2 separate regions of the Ovis aries genome follow, and region 1 is linked to region 2. The links are chromatin contacts, called in public Hi-C maps. All regions are on one chromosome and are shown on one strand. Each heading gives the region's core, a stretch centred on a gene start, on an enhancer-like site or on the middle of the called end of the contact. The rest is flanking DNA. Distances are from core to core; before and after follow the strand shown.

Region 1 (3,704 bases), core at 767-3,266, 120 kb before region 2:
TAATGAAGAAGAAATAATGACATTTTCAACATGGTTGCATAAAAACAATGAAATGGCTACGCTTACATGAGACAAAGGAGATTTCCAGAGAGAAACATCAGAGATGATGAGACACACTCCATAGTAAGAGCTAATTACTTACAAATATATAAAAAGGTATGCTCCTAATGATACAGATTCAAAGCACAGGAAGCAAAATAGATAGAAATAAAAGAACAAATTCACATCTTTATCCAAAAACTGATAAAATTAGACCCCCCCCCAGCAATAAGAATTAGAAGATCTTCTAAGCAATAAGAATTAGAAGATCTGAGCAACACCAAAACAACAGGACCTAATCAATATTTATAGAATTCTGCAACAATTGCAGAATATACATCCTCTCAAGTGACATGTGAGAACATATGCTGGCCACAAAGCAATTTTCAATATATTTCAAAGGACTGAAACCACACTAGCGTATTCTCTAATTGTAATGGAATTAACTTAGAAACCAACAATAAAAAGCGCATCAGAAAATTTCCAAAGATTAGGTTGAAAAGCACCATTCTAAGAAGTCTGGGCTTTATCCTATAGTACTAGTGGAGCTACTCAAGGTTTACACAAGGGAATAGTGTGTTCAGATACATTCAGATTTGAACTTTTAAAAAAGTAATTGTCACTGAATATTTTTTTAAATGTAGAAGAATGAATACACTCACATACACAAAGGAGAATAAAGCATAATTCATGTGAAAAATGAGGAGAAACTGAAATAAGTAAGGTAGCTAAATAAGAGCTGAGTCAAGATACTTTCAAATATATAATCAAGGGGGCCTGGTGATTAATTAATTACATGTCATCTGCAAAGCTAGGTAATCCTAACTAACTTTGATCACTAGACAAACAAATGCTATGCATGGAGACAGGAAAAACATACAGAAGTTTTTGAAAACACAGGTGTGCATTACAGGCTCTCCTGTTAATGCAAGAACATTGATTCCAACAGCTGTAGCTTCTCTTTTTTTCAGTGTGTCCTTTTTTTAAAAAAAAAATTATTTTAATTAGAGGATAATTACTTTACAATATTGTGATGGTATTTGCCATACATCAATATGAACTGGCCGTAGGTATACACGTGTCCCTTCCATCCTGAAGCCCCCACCCTCTTCCCTCCCTACCCTATCCCTCCACGATGTCACGGAGCACCAGCTTTGGGTGCCCTTCCTGTCTGGTTCAGGAATATAAACCAACTCTCTCTCCCACCTAACTTAATATTCAAGTTCCTTCTTGTTTGCTCTGTCGGTTCTGTACACTGATATGTGCTTTTCTATTTGACTCTTTGTTCTTCCTTAGTACTATCTAATCTGGTTTTCAACTGGATATTCCATTCACACTTGGATTTGCTTTTCAGCTCACTGTTCAGGTTTAGTAACCAAGTCTGTTACCGCTCTGTTTGGGGCTTGACCCATGTGTCCTGAGGACTCTGCTTCCTGGCTCACAGACAGTGCAAATATAGATAAACACAGCCTAATCTCGCCCCTATTCTAGATTCTTGCTCAGTTTAGAGAACAATCTGTCGAGCTTCTATCAGGGAACAGGTATGGACAATAAATTCATTTTGGACATTGAGTTTGAAGTACTTGCGAACAACCAGGTGGAGCGATACAGAAAGCAGCTGAAAAAAATGAGTTTGGGGCTCAAGAAAGAGACCCTAGGAGATACAGATTTATGATAATCAGCAAATAGATTGTAATCAAAGTCACACGAGTGAATGAGCTTTTCAAGGAGACTATAAAACAGAAGTTCTTAATCTGATGGGCTTTAGAGACATCTATGAATCCATTAAAATTATAGAATAAAATTTTCTCTATATATATGTTATCTTATTTCTCAGACAGGGACCCATAGTTTTATCAGATCTCAAAAGTCTATAAATCTAAAAAGATTAAAAACCCAAGGGGAGGGAGATTGCTAGAATGTAACATGGGGAGGGAGATTGCTAGAATGTAACATGGGGAGGGAGATTGCTGGAATGTAACCTAGAGGGCGCTATTTACTGAAATGTGCTACAATTTGGGGATTAGAGACCTCAGTGATGGGAAAGGACATGGAATATTAGTTAGCATTTCATTTCCAGTTTACCATCTGAGTCAGAATAGCCATGAAGCACATGATTTTCTATTTAAAATTGAGCAACATGTCTCCAAAATACACTGACTCAGACACCAATACTTCTAGACTATCCAAAGTTGTATGAAAAACACAATTTTTAGGCCTAGAACTTTGGATTCTATATTCCCAGTCAAAATGTGAATTTTTCCCCTACTCCCAACCCATAAATAAAGGGCACAATCTCCCCAGCCATCTTCTTTCTCTGGAGTCAATCTCATGTCACAGCTGACAAGCGAAGATCAATTTTTAAGCATTACTTTATGAAACTTCACAATCATCAATGCTGGATATATTAGCATCTGAGCTTTTACAGAAAAAAGCCTTGAAAATATGTAGCTTTGAAAAACCACAAAACAAGGATGTCGGCTCTATGTTTTATTACAAAAAGCTCAAAAATGCAACTATGTTTCACACTTTATCTTTTTTCTCCCAAAATTACTTGTTACTTTAGAGATAGACAGGGTTAGGGAGGGAGGCTTTTTCCAGCCTATACTTCGAAACTCTTCAAAAGCCACAAATGTGTATGAAACAAACTCTCTAGTCACAAGGATTCAAACCACAGCATTCTTCCCTACTTAACCACTCAAGCAAGCCAAGAACAGTCTAACCAGCCAACTCACATGCAGGAAAACTATAATGTCTACTGCTTAGGAAACCTCTAAATATAATTTATACATGTACCTTGGTTTATAAAAACCATTTTAGTATGTACACAAGCAAAAGCTACGAATTACCAATCACCAAGAAATTAAAAACGACTATGATAATGGATGCTGGACTGTGTACTGTCTTTAGCAGAACATAACTGACAAAACTTTAACACACATAAAACTTTTTTTAAACTTAGGAAATAGTTTCATAAAAGAATATATAGATGCAGGTAATAACTGGAAATGTTCGATTATATTAATCAATGAAACCTATTGAAATTAGCAAAAATCTAAAAGAAAATCACCTGTATTATGCTGCTAGTTCAAAAGACTAAAAAATCTTTATCAACATATATCATGCACCTCAAAATTTTAGATACTCTGACATAGTTTAATTCCACTCTCATTATTCTAACCTTTAAAAAAAGAACCCACTAAAATGCAGTATGTGCAAAGATGTTCACTGCAGCACTGCTTGCCAAAGAGTAAACTGTAAACAACAAAAGAAAAACAGTGAAATGAATATACAACACATACTAGGGAAACCTCATTCATTCATTCACTTTTCATTCATTCATTCACTTTTCATTCATTCATTCACTTACTGCTGTGTTTCAATTTAAAGTGGTTCATATAATGATTTATTTATACAACCATGAAAATTATGTTAAAAAACATGTGCACAATGAGAAAATGCTCATGAATATTAAGCGGAAAGGGTGGGATACAAGATTTTGTGTGTGCAAAAGTAAGATTAAAAGTTATGTAATCTTACCTTTGTTTAACATGTACAGAAGAAAGGGAAATTCATCAAAACACTAACAATGGTATTTGTCTGGGTGGTAACATTATAGGTGAATTTTTTCCTATCTTTTTAATTTTATAAATTTTATAAACTGA
Region 2 (3,861 bases), core at 891-3,390:
AGTATCGAATCTGGCACCTGAATGATACCCTCCTCTCACCGGCACTAAGCCATGGGACTATGGAACCTAAAGGGCCAACAGTCACAGACTAGGCCACAGACAGATACCACGAGGTGCCAGGAAAAGCAGCGGACACAGCGGGGACTGTGCAGCCCCTGGTGCATAAAGGTCAGAGGACAGACCTCGCAGCAGGCAGGTCAGGCAGTCAGACCAACCAAGCAAGTTCTCTGCTGTGCACCCCAGGAGCTGAGCCCAGCTGAAGTCACAGGACCACATGTACTGTAGGCTCCATTTTGGGGGATGGGGGTTCCAAACATTCCCCCCCTGACTTCAGAGGCTCATTTTTATCATTTCTACTTTCTCTCCTTCATTTAATTCACTGCACTTTAGCTCCTGCCCCAAATGATCACCAGAACTGTTCTCATTTAGGGGCCCAGAGTGCTCCACACTGATCACTCTGGAGGGCTTCTCTGCCCTGTCCTTCCCTGTCTCTGCGGTAGCCAACACTGCTGGTCACTCCCTCCTTATAACTATCTGCCCTTGCAGCTTCCACACACCATTCTTCCCTGATTCACCTATCTTTCTATTCCCTCATCTCTTTACAAGTGGAAGGTTTCCTCTTCCGCTTGCCTCTGTGGCATTCCCATGGTGCCATCTTTCATCTTTACTGAGTTCTTCATCCAAACCTCACAATCTCATCTGCCATTACAGGTTAGAACAAAGAAATTCATGTCTTCATGTAGTGAGCTGATCTCCAGACCTCTGTAACCAACTGCCACCTAAACACCCCAGACAAACCTCAAACTCAACCTATCCCAAAGCAATCTGACTACCTTTCCCAATAAACCAGTTCCTCTCTCCGTACTTCTCATCTTGGTGAAGAGCCAAATACACAGGCCAGAATCATCCCCAAGTCTTCCCTCTCACCCACTGCCCATATTAAGACACCAAGAATTACTGATTCTATTTCTTTCAAGGTATCTGTCCCCAGTCCCCACCCTCACCATTTCTACAGCCACTTCAATTCTTCTTGGCTAAAGGGCAAAGGCCTCTGTCCTCAAGCGTCTGCCACTTTTTCAGTCTACCTTCATTCTTACAAACAAAGTACCCTTTAAAAGATAAAAATCTGGTCATCTCATTATCCTGCTTCTAATCTTCCCACTGTCCGCACACAGTTTTTAAACTTTCTTAGTTCAACCTTCAGAACCCACTGACATCTCCTGTTTGTCAGTCTCTCTAGGTTCAAATGCCTTCATGTCCCCTAAGCACTCATATTCCAATCAAATGAAACTGCAAATATTACACAGGAAGTACTTCCTGATTACAGGCTCCAGCATATCATGTTCCCTCTGCTTAGAAAGCATGTGCTCACTTATATCTGGCTATTACCTTATATGAAAACCCAGTGTCACCTCCCACAGGCAAAATGATACACTCAAATTCTGACACTTCAGTGTCTCTCTGCTATGTCCCAACTGCCATAGCACTTACATTGTAGCTATTCATCTTTGTATCCTTACTAAGACAAACCTACCATGAGACAAACATGAGTTGAAAACAAAGAGCTAGAGTAGCAATGACTTGCAGGAGACGTTCCAGAGAGAGACACTGTTCACACAGCAGGGAGACAAGGGGCGAGATTCCAGGCTCTCTAAGCAGAGTAACCACATTCCAGATGTTAGTGAAACCTGCACCCATCTATCTACCCTGAGCTTTGCTGCCTCCAGATTACTCTTGGACTTTGACACCTAAAGTCAAATAAAACATGGTTCCTATCAAACTCTCAAGAACTTCAGCAGTGGAGGTTTTTAAGCAAATTAATGGAGCCCCAGTTTGTAGTACTAGAACCAGGTCATTAAGGGGCTATTATCTTGAATCTCCTCTTCCTGAAAAAAGGATAAGAGAAAAACTCTAGCAGGGGATATTCAGAAAAAAGAATTAAAGAGCATTTCAGCAGTTTCTGTTACCCACGTGATTCCTGTCTTAAAATGCACTGGCTAGCACAAGTGATCCAGGTCTTGATAGCCTGTGGCAAGCAGCCCCCTGAGTCATAAGGCACTGAGGCCAGATGAATTCCAATGGGCTGTAGATAGTTTGCCTGCTTCCAGAGGAGCCAGACCCAGCTACAGTGAAAGGAGCCTGCAGCCCCCTCTACTGGTTGTTTTCAGAACAACACTGCCTGGAGCTTTTGCAAGGGTATGTTAGAGCCCTGGCATGTTCATGTCTCTCGGGAAACAACCTTTAATGAAGGCAATGGCACCCCAGTCCAGTACTCTTGCCTGGAAAATCCCATGGATGGAGGAGCCTGGTGGGCTGCAGTCCATGGGGTAGCTAAGAGTTGGACACCATTGAGCAACTTCACTTTCACTTTTCACTTTCATGCATTACAGAAGGAAATGGCAACCCACTCCAGTGTTCTTGTCTGGAGAATCCCAGGGACGGGGGAGCCTGGTGGGCTGTCGGCTATGGGGTCGCACAGAGTCGGACACAACTGAAGCGACTTAGCAGCAGCAGCAGGCTCTAAAGGGTCAAGAAAGAGTTTACAAATCCGGTGTTCATTCCCCCTTCCACCTTTTTTCTTTTCCCCTAAAAGCTCATATGTGGGGAAAATCAGAGAGAGACTGTGCATGCCTAGGGAAAGGCGCACACTCAGAAGAGACCTGAGAAGACCTTGAGTTCATACCTCAAGCTGACTCTCAGCACAGAAACAACCCACTACAGTACAAAAATAGTAAACAATAAACAAAAGTCAGAAAGCCTAAGGAAAAGGAAGAAAATCTGATTTTGAGCTACGATTTTATTAGATCAAGTATCCAGTTTTCAACAAAGAATTCACAAGGTAAACAAAGAAACAGTTAAGTATAGCCCAGGCAAATACATAAACAAATTAACAGTCTCTGAAAAAAACCCAATAAAAAGTCTACTAGACAAAGGCTTTAAAACAACCATCTCAAAAATAAATAAAACATTAAAGATGCTCCAAGAATTAAAAGATGTGGAGAAAGTCAAGAAAACAATGCATAAACAAAATGGAAATATCAATAAAGAGACAGAAAGAAACAAAGAGAAATTCTGGAGCTGCAAAGCACAGTGACTAACATGAAAATGACTAGAGGGACTCGAAGGCAGATCTGAACAGGCCAAACAAAGAGTCAGTGAACTTGAACAGAAAAAAGGATTAAAGAGAAGTGAATAAAGCCTGGAACACCACGTGATGAACCAACATACACATTTTGAAAGTCCCAAAAGGGACCACGTGACCATCAAGAGCCGAACAGTTAAAGAAGGTATGGTGTGTGCGCGCGCGCACACACACACACACACACACACACACTCACGCATGCATGCACGCACGCACACACACTATGGAATATTACTCAGCCATAAAAAAGAATGAAATACCATTTGCAACAACATGAATGGACCTAGAGATTATCACACTAAGTAAGTCAAAGACAAATATATCACATGTGGAATCTTAAAAAAAAAAAAAAAAAAGGTCCCAAATAAACTTACTTACAAAACAGTAAAAGACTCAGACACAGAAGACAAACTTACGATTACCAAAGGAAGGGAGGGGTAAATTAGGAATTTGGGATTAAGAGATACACATTCACTATATATAAAACAAATAAACAACAAGGACCTCTTATACAGCACAGGGATCTATATTCAATATCTTGCAATAACCTATAATGAAAAAGAATCTAAAAAGAACATATATATATATATGGATAACTCAATCAATATGCTGTACACCTGAAAGTTATACAACACTGTACATCAACCATATTTCAGTTTAAAACTTAGTCTTTAAAAAACAACAACAATAAAAACAAAGCCTTGGGAATATGTAGAAAA

What was found. A called contact is a pair of places that touch in the nucleus more often than the background predicts.
Region 1: a Hi-C map of liver shows a contact between it and region 2, with 2.6 times the contacts expected there. The contact joins two enhancer-like sites. A contact is called at or near these places in 3 of 16 Hi-C or Micro-C datasets (liver, skin fibroblasts and tail adipose tissue).

The regions. Positions count from the first base shown.
Region 1 is chr24:28,636,068-28,639,771 of ARS-UI_Ramb_v3.0, reverse strand. All of the region lies in intron 3 of TPST1 (tyrosylprotein sulfotransferase 1), which reads right to left. Among named protein-coding and RNA genes, the nearest start is that of KCTD7, 35 kb to the left of the region's middle. Within about 2 kb of position 2,016, at least 5 of the 54 cell types and tissues checked have an H3K27ac peak or open chromatin away from gene starts, as enhancers often do. A contact at or near this core is called in liver, where this site is marked.
Region 2 is chr24:28,513,195-28,517,055 of ARS-UI_Ramb_v3.0, reverse strand. The region is part of intron 5 of CRCP (CGRP receptor component); the gene reads right to left. Among named protein-coding and RNA genes, the nearest start is that of CRCP, 30 kb to the right of the region's middle. Within about 2 kb of position 2,140, at least 15 of the 54 cell types and tissues checked have an H3K27ac peak or open chromatin away from gene starts, as enhancers often do. A contact at or near this core is called in liver, where this site is marked.